Linked DNA regions of Sus scrofa: region 1 is linked to region 2. A link is a contact called in public Hi-C data. All regions are on one chromosome and are shown on one strand. The core of a region is the stretch at or near the end of the contact, and the rest is flanking DNA. Distances in the headings are between cores, read along the strand shown.

Region 1 (4,491 bases), core at 973-3,472, 300 kb before region 2:
TCATTCATTGCTATTGACCATCACCATCTCTCACTCTTATTTTACTCCTGACTGTCCATCTTCTTTTCAAGGCCTATTTATGTATATCTTCTGACCAACTACCTTCTACCTTCTCTGGGATGTTGCTTATTCTCTCACTTGTATCTTAAATGTTTTCCCTAACTATGAAGGTGTTTTTTTTTTTCTTCTCTGTCTTTTTAGGGCCACCTAAAGAAATCCCCCTGAAGGCATCAATAATCTACTGAGAAACAAATCTTCAACTATCACTCAGTCCTTGTTATTTTTAATCTCTTCAATTCTGAAATTCAAAATGCTTCAAAACCATCCAGTGACATCTTCTATTTTGTCATCAAGTCCATGGCTTCCAATATCAAAAGAATGTGGATTAACTCCAAATCTCAATCTCTTTTCTTTCCTACAGTGTAGAACCCATATACCTGCAGGACATTTGTATTTATATATTCTAACAGCACATCTGACTCCCATTATCTCCCTATTTAAACTAGTTTCTCATATTGAGTTGCTTATTTATATTAATGGCCCCATCATTCTTCAACTCACTTTTAAAATCTCTGCATTATCCTGGACTAGTCTCCTCTAATTCACCACACCAAATAGCAATGATTTGCCCATTCTGTAAGCCCCCTCTTACGTTCAGACTTGTATTATGGGTATCTGTTTATGTTTCTTATACCTCCTACTATATTTTAAGCATCACGAATACAAGAACCATGCATTGCTACTCTGCATCACCCACAGAACCATGCATATTGTCTTGGATGTAGTAGCTACTCAATAGGCAGAATCTGATTTGTTTATAATTCTCACACCTAAGTAAATCTCTCTCCTTAAGATTTATTCTGAATTTGTTGAACTATAACTCACCATTCTATGTAAGTTTTTAAAATATTTTACCTATGAAGGTTTTGTCTATCTTTTGCATCTTCCTTTGTATCTTCTGTTGCCATTTGACCTAACAAGTAAACAGGTTCCTAATAATCTTACCTCCTTTTTTAACTCAGACTATGGAAGCTACACTATTGCAAACTCACCTCCATTACACCTATTGAGATGTAACAATTTTGCCTTGAATGTTGACATATACATTAGTCCCAAAGTGAGACCCAAAACAAATACAACAGGTTCATTCAAATCCATTAAAAGACATTTACCTGGTTTATGGGAACACCAAAATATTCCAGCATCACTCTTAAAATACTCAATATGAAGGACATTGATGAAGCAAAGACAGAAGCAAATTCAAGGAAACATTATCAGTTTCTTGATACCTTCAGGGAAAAAGAAATTTTAATTATTACTGGATAAACAATTGTCGCACAAATTGTGGGAAAATTCTTTCGTTACACATTACACCATCAACTAATTTCTCTGTCCAGCAATATTTTGATGAGAAGAGAGAATATGAATGGGGAAGGGCTGGGAAGAGAAACTTCAATTTATCAGTTAAGATGCATTAAAAAATTCATAGGATTTCTTTTTTTTTTTTTTGAGCCTCTGAAGGGACCTAGTTAATAATCAACGATAGATTGGAAACAGCAGGGAAGCCTTCAGGTTAATTACAATAGAGACGCTCTCCCCGAAAGCTTTGAGTTGAGACTCTTAGGAAAAGCGATGAGTTCAGCCCATCCTTGAAAGTAGGCAAGGAGTAATTCAAGGCTTTGACAAAATGAAAGGCAACTCTTCCTCATTAACTTATCAGAGTACCACCCATCCCACACGCTCACTTTAAAGAAGGAATATGAACCCCAGATAGATGACGTGACTTAGTCACCCAACTACTGAATAACAGGCCGAGACTAGTGCCCAGTCATGTCACACGCTTTGGCCCCAAGCGTCCTTCGGGTCTCTCCAAACTCAGCAAGGTCACCGGACTCACCTCCCTCCGAAGCCCAGCCTCCCGGCAAACACCGGAACTTCAAGCTGAAATGGTTAAGGAACCTCCCGCGGAATCCGCAGAGGACGAGGCCTGACATGCACTCGTCCTGGTCCAGGAGCTTTCAGACGTCGAAGCGCGCTCGCCCGCGCACCTCAGCTTGCGGGCCACGGGCGGTAACGGCGCCTCGCTAGCCCGGGGCTCGGCCCTGGAGCCCCCTTGCTCGGCAGCGTTAACTCTGCGGGAGGAGCAGCCCCCTCCCGGGAGTCTCTCAAACTGTACTTCGGCTCCACGACCCGCTCGCTACTTCCGCGTTCCTGGAGGAAAATTAAACTCCGCGGGCCGCGACGGGTGCCCGATCTCATTGGATAAGGCTGAAGATCGCTGCTAGTGATTGGTTAAGAAATGGTTAGTTAAGATTATTTAGACCGGCTACCGGGGTTTCCTTCTCCTTCAAGAGGGCGGGCCTCCAACGAGGCAGCCAGTGGAGACCTACAGCCGGCGGGTGGGCGGGGCGGGGCGCGCGGGCCTGGTGACGCAAGCTGGTGACGCAGGCCCTTGACGCGCCTTTAGAACTCCCCCGCGCTCATGAAGGCTCCAGGCTACGGTTCGGCGGTTGGGAGAGATTATGGTCCTCGGGGTCAGGATCGCAAACCGGGTTTCTTGCCCCCCACATGTCTTGGCGGGAAGAGTATGTCATCCCCTATCTCCAGACTGGAAGTGGGACCGCTCTCCCAAGTCTGCTTCTCGTGGAGAGTCACGATTACTGTTTCATATTCATTCATCCATTCAGCGAACATCTATTATATGCTTCTGGGATTAACAGAAGTTAAACGCTGTCATCGATGAATCTGCAGCATTGCCATACTTAGAATGCTCATTGACGAATCGTTCTCGGTTATCCATGCTGCCAAATATGGACCGAACGCTGACCTGGTTTAGTAGAGGATGCCAAAAGTGACGACCGACTCATGACAGGTGATACCTTATTTGAGGTTAGTGGCTTCAAACTAGACAATAGTACTGCTTCTCGTATTTCAGCGAAACTGCATTAGAGTGACATAATTAAGATCAGCTGTATCTGCTGCTCACCCTCACAATTAACAAACTGGAGGATTTTTCAACTGATTTCTCTGTGCCCACATTTAATTCATTCAACTACAATGAATGTCTACTATGTGCCCCGCATCCTTCTGAGCAAAAGGAATGCAATGAGCAAGGCAGCTAAGGTCCCTGACTTCCTGGAGCTTACATTCTAGTGGAGACTTCAGAGAGGATTTCCCTGAGCACCATATATAAATAGCATCTCTCTCTCCCCTTCCCTTGATTTTTCTGTATAGCACTTGGATCATGTATATTTATGCTCCACCTGTTGCCTAACTAAACTCCAGAATAGGAACTTTTTGACCCATTCTGTACCTCCAGCACTTTTGAAGAGTGCTATCTGTTGGACTTTCAATAATAGCCTCTCCAACCCTAACCATAGGATCTCATGAAAAGGGGATATCCAGGTTGGGATGCACATGCCCAGAAGTTTTACATTCCAAAAAGAAAGAAAAATACTTAGAGCCTTTTTCCTTCTGTTCTGTTGCCTATGCTTGAAACCTCTCAGGGGTAGTAGAATGCAGTACACTTAAACCAACCAGCACTATTTAAGAGATCAACTACCTCTTAAAGGTTCATTAAAACTTTACACTTGTTTATTTAAAATTTTTAAATATTATGACACTAAGATCAAGATTTTCCTTGATATTAAAATCATATTTCAAATTAAATTGTCCTGAAAGTCTCCTGCTTTTTATATTGATAATGGAAATGATTATGTAAGAGAGCTACCTATCTATACCTACTCTATATAAATTGCTATTTACTTGTGATATATTAAAATTACAAAATCTAAGTTAACCGTTTTTAAGTCTAAAAGCAGGATTTACTTTATTCAAACCTTTAAATAACTTATATAAAAGAAACAGTAGGACAGTTATTGTAGTAGTGTTTCAATCCAGAGGTCTTATGTGTTTATTAGCTACTCATACAATTTTTGAACAAAAATATTTAGACCTCTGTAAAAGCAAAAAAGTGAATTGCTGCCTGATTTTGTTTTCCAATATAATCATGTTCACAAAGAGCTGTCTTGACTCTTGTCAATCACTTAAGAGTTGGTTTAAAACCTAGAACACAGAAAATTTAGTTTAAGGATGTTCTTCCAGTTTTACACTGCTTCAGACAGTCCAGTTATTCATCAGTACTCTATAATGTTTCCATTTAATCCTCTTCATTTTTAACAATAATCAATTCATAATTTTCAATACTGTCATGGTCCAAGCAACAGGAATCCTAAATCTTCATAAAAATGTAAAGTAACATACTTTGATTAGTCTTACCGCTAATAGTACATTTTCATTCAAAGATTTGGCATGTCAAAAAAGAACATGGCAGCAGTCAAAATTGTGAAAATTCATTTCTATCACAACACTGAAAAACTGTAGGAACAGAGCATTACTTCATTATCACTGGCAATTAACTAATAACATACAGTGTAATAAAAGTAAGCACCTGAGAGTAAAATGTAGTTCTTAAGTAATCCAGAAGGCTAG
Region 2 (4,197 bases), core at 1,564-4,063:
TAAATATATGCTGACAGAAATAGTTTTTATATGTTCAAGGAAACATGATTTTTATATAGTACCTTTAAATATTCTAACAAGTTCTCATTTTACAGGTGGTATTACCACCAATTTTCAACCGTCTTTGATACACACACGTACATATATATATAATTATGATCACATTACAGGTGTTATTTTTATAGTCTCTTGAGATTCTAATCGAAATTGCCCTAAAATTATACCAAGATCTTTGCACAGGGACAGAAAAACTGAGAGACGTTTAAGAAAAGGCCCTACCTTCAAATAACCAGTTCTAAAAAAGGGAATAAAATGAATTCCTCAACAAATGTTGCCATCTGAAGTGGCAATTTTCACCGCTTGATGATAAAAGACAGTAACCCCCCCCAAAAAAAACCCACCTCAATACAATCCTGTGGTTGTTTAAAAAAATAATGACTTGCAGCATTTGGATGTTACAATGTGAAATGTCCATAAGAATAAAGTACCACAATGAAGTCTGATAATTCAGGTATAGGCCACCTGTTCTAAATACATGGAAAACCTCATAAGTTGAAGTTGTTATAATTCAAGAAATCCTAATTTATTCATTCAAAATATTGCTAGATTTAAATATATAATATTCATCTTTCTTCTTTCTTCAGCACCTGCTCACATAGGTGCTCTGAGCACCAAAAATATTGCATAATCCAGGGCTCGAAAAAAACAAGAAACATAGGAAAAAGACATGTCAGAACTGTCTTAGTTAAATTATAAAGTACAATTATTCAAAAAACCATATATAAAATTTGCCCCTTGGAAACAGAAGTTTCCAGGCAGAGATGTGGAAGAATTGTTTACGATGATGGAGATGGTAGCCAATTAAATTAAATTCCCTTCTTCATAAAGGAAATATTTCACTGATGGCCACTCAACTGATTTCTAGGTTGTCAGAAGCATGACCAATTTGTTCGTTAATATGCTCAGGCACTGAATAAGCTAGATGTAGTTCATTTACATCTGAACAACTTGTTCATGTGCGGATTCTAGCAAGTGTTTGTTTGTTTTGGCGCATAAATCGCTGCGTATTAACTCACCGGAACAATTTTGTTTCAGAAGTATTTTTTTTTTCTTCTTCTTTGTGGGGATTAGGCACCAAACCAATTTATATTTTCAGTGTGGGTGCTGCCCTTCTTCCGCTCTCCTCAACTTGGGGAGCCTAACCCTCAGCGCCCAGTTTATCAAGTTCCCCAAAACAATTACAAAGGCATGTCCTCCTGATTACCCCTTCCCCACCCCAAACCAAAATAATGACCTGCCAATCTTTCCAGCACATTAAGACGAAATAAACCACCCTACAGGAAGTAGGGTGACTTCAAGTAAACAAGTTCAAGATGCCTTGTCTTAACCTCAGGTATTTTGGCTGGAGGGATTAAGTCATTAGACTTTAGGTGCCCAAACAACCTAGCAGAACAGATGCATCATTTGAAAATACTGTTATAGCTTGTCTGAACCTTTCACGTTAAAATAAGCATACCATTTAAATTAACACTGTTTTTGAGGGTGGGAGGAATTTTACATCTAGGAAACAATTGTTCCCGATTATATGTGAGCAGAAAAATACAATACCACTGGAGAGGCTGCAATTTGAGTTTCTTTTTAAAATAAGAAACAGCCTCACCGCCCCCATTCCAAGTGTAGGAAGGTATCAGAAACAATTTACTGGCCAAGAATAGAAGAGAGGACTGGGAGAGAGGGGTAGATCTGCAAGACGGTCTCAAGGAAAAAAAAAAAAAACCAACCTAACAAAAACAAAACCGTATCTCGAGGGGGAAAAACGTCTACATATAATAAGATGGGGGAGGGGAGGACTTAATGCTCTTGGAGATTTGAGCTCCTGCCCCTGACCGCGGGGTGGAGGCTGCGAGGAGAGGGGGGTCTTCAACACTGCAGCGCCCTGATCAGATTGGGTTGGTAAACGGACTAAAAACATCAACGCAGAGGGCCCTTCCAAGTCAGCCAATCTCTGAGCGCCCAGCAGCACCCGCAGTTGCCCAGCTTCCGACAAGCAGCCCCCAGCCTCCCGACCCCCCGATCTCAGCGGGTGGTTAACTGCGGACTCCCGGGCGGCGAGCGGGCGCTGCTCACGCGGGACCATCGCACCCGACCGAGCGCGAGGCTGCGCCACTGGCGTCGGGCGACCCCAGCACGTAGTGTGCAGGTTAAGGCGGGAGGGTTTGCGCGGAAACGGATAACCCTGCGGGGAGCACCTGGCCTAGGATTTTTCCGGCTGGTGGTTTGGTTCGGGGATACGATTTTCCCATTCAACTGAATTAGACCCAACCCGGCAAGTGGGAGGTGAGAGGCCAGCGTTTCTCCATTTCCTCCTCTCTCCTGCGCTCCTTGGAGCGTTTGCACCTGTTGGGAAGTCGAAGAGGAGCGCAAGAGGGGCGGCCGGAACTGGGGCCGGACGCCGGCGGACTTGGACGCCCGGGCCAAGCGGCCGACGCGCGGCTGCGGACGGCGGAGGGCAGGCGCGCTCCGAGCCCGGTGCGCGGCGTGCCGGGGCGGCCGTTCCCGGCCGCGGCCGGGCGGGGGAGGGGAGCGCCGGGGCCCCGCGCTAGCCCCCCGGCCCCGCTTACCGCTCCCTCGCCCGCGCCCGCCAGACCCCCGCCTGCCCCCGCGGCGCAGTCACCTGTTTCGCTGTGCGCAGCGCCGTCGCCGCCCCTGTGGCTGTCGCCGCCAGCTCCCAGGTCCGCCATGGTGCTCCGATGACGCGCCTGGAAAGCCGCTCCGCCCTCTTCCTCGGCTTGGCTCCCGCCGGTCCCCCGCCCCCGGGGCCCGCGGCCCAGACAGGTGAGCGCCGTCAGGGGAGGGCGGAGGGAGGAGGGAGCGAGCGCCCGCGAGCCTGCTGTCGCCTGGGCCCGGCGCTCGTGCGTGCCCCCTGGTGGGCAGGTGCGGCGAGGCAGCCGCTCTGACCGACGCTCCTGGGTTTGCCCAGACAGCAGCTGGCAGAGTTAGGCGCCTGGGCTGTGAGCTTCTGGTTCCCGCTGCCGGCTCCTGGAGGTCGGTAGGGGGGTCGGTGGCACTAGGGACTGGGACGGTCTGAGGATCAGTCGAAGCGAGGCGAGAACATCCAGACGCTCTGTTCCGCTCTGAGCTCTGAAGTGGCCAGGTCAGTGTTAGTTTCGCCAGGGCCGGGGTTCATGGTCCCAACTGCCAGAGTATGATGCCACGTGGAAAGCCGAAGTACACAGGCCAGATTCTACTCGGGGATCCAGTCTTGATCTGCGTTTTAGGACACTACTGATGATGACCTGTATCTTCCCGAGGCTTCTGATTCTGGAGCCGCAGAGCGTACAATTTAGTGAAACTCGTGCCCAGTGAAGTTGCTTTTCTTATTCTTGCTTGTCGATTAGCAATTACCTTGTGACTTCAGACTTGCTCCGGAAGACCAGGAAAAAAGCAAAAGGTAGCAACCTTTTCATTTTGTAGAGAAACAGATTATTCGCTGCGGAGAAACCAGTTTCTGCTCTAACAAGCAAATAAATGTTAAGCAACAAAATGCTGAGGGGGGAAAAAGTAGCCTGTATAAATGGAAACATAAAGGAACAAAATCAAGCAGCGATCAGTTCTGCCTGGTTACACAGAACTGCACTCCCACGGCCTCGGTTGGCTGAACACAACCAGCAAGCTCCCAACAGTTCAAAAGCCTCTCAAGGACTTTAGCAGAATCTAATGGACACCCAAGCGTGTCTGAGAAGTGTTGGATTTCTTGCTAGGGTGACAGTTCTCACATCCGTGCCTACAAATCCTGCCACTCTGAGCCCGGGAGTGGCCTGGCTTTATTTGGTTCACTGGGTCACTGGCTAACTAGGTAGAGGCTTTGATTAAGGACACTTCTGCTGTAGTTATGTTTGTAGTTACAGATTTTCCCTTAGTTCCTTTTCTACAACAGATTAGGTAAACTGATCCTTTAGCCCATGGTCTTCCTAAATTGCATTCAGATCACTCTTATCACACTTCTAATCAATACAAATAAACCACCACGTGGGTAGAAGTAGTTTTAGACCTCAGCTTGGGCTCAAGCGAAGATATTTTTTTACTACTTAAGCCATGAGAGTTTAAGACACTTTCCTGGGATCATCAGAAAGACTCTTGGCTGAATTTAGAGCATAGAGTTCTCTGGAAGAACCTAGGGAAAAGGAAGCAATTTGT

What was found. Hi-C and Micro-C count contacts between places; a contact is called where the count stands out from the background.
Region 1: a Hi-C map of retroperitoneal adipose tissue shows a contact between it and region 2, with 1.9 times the contacts expected there. The contact joins the promoter of MTFR2 here to the promoter of MAP7 in region 2. A contact is called at or near these places in 1 of 5 promoter capture datasets (liver) and 3 of 47 Hi-C or Micro-C datasets (embryonic fibroblasts, fetal liver and retroperitoneal adipose tissue).

The regions. Positions count from the first base shown.
Region 1 is chr1:27,906,520-27,911,010 of Sscrofa11.1, reverse strand. MTFR2 (mitochondrial fission regulator 2) reads right to left here and starts at 2,222. Exons shown (of 7, transcript NM_001190176.1): 1 at 1,898-2,222; 2 at 1,173-1,289. The coding sequence starts at 1,235.
Region 2 is chr1:27,604,639-27,608,835 of Sscrofa11.1, reverse strand. It overlaps MAP7 (ensconsin), which reads right to left and starts at 2,813. Exons shown (of 17, transcript XM_021072662.1): 1 at 2,675-2,813. The coding sequence starts at 2,741.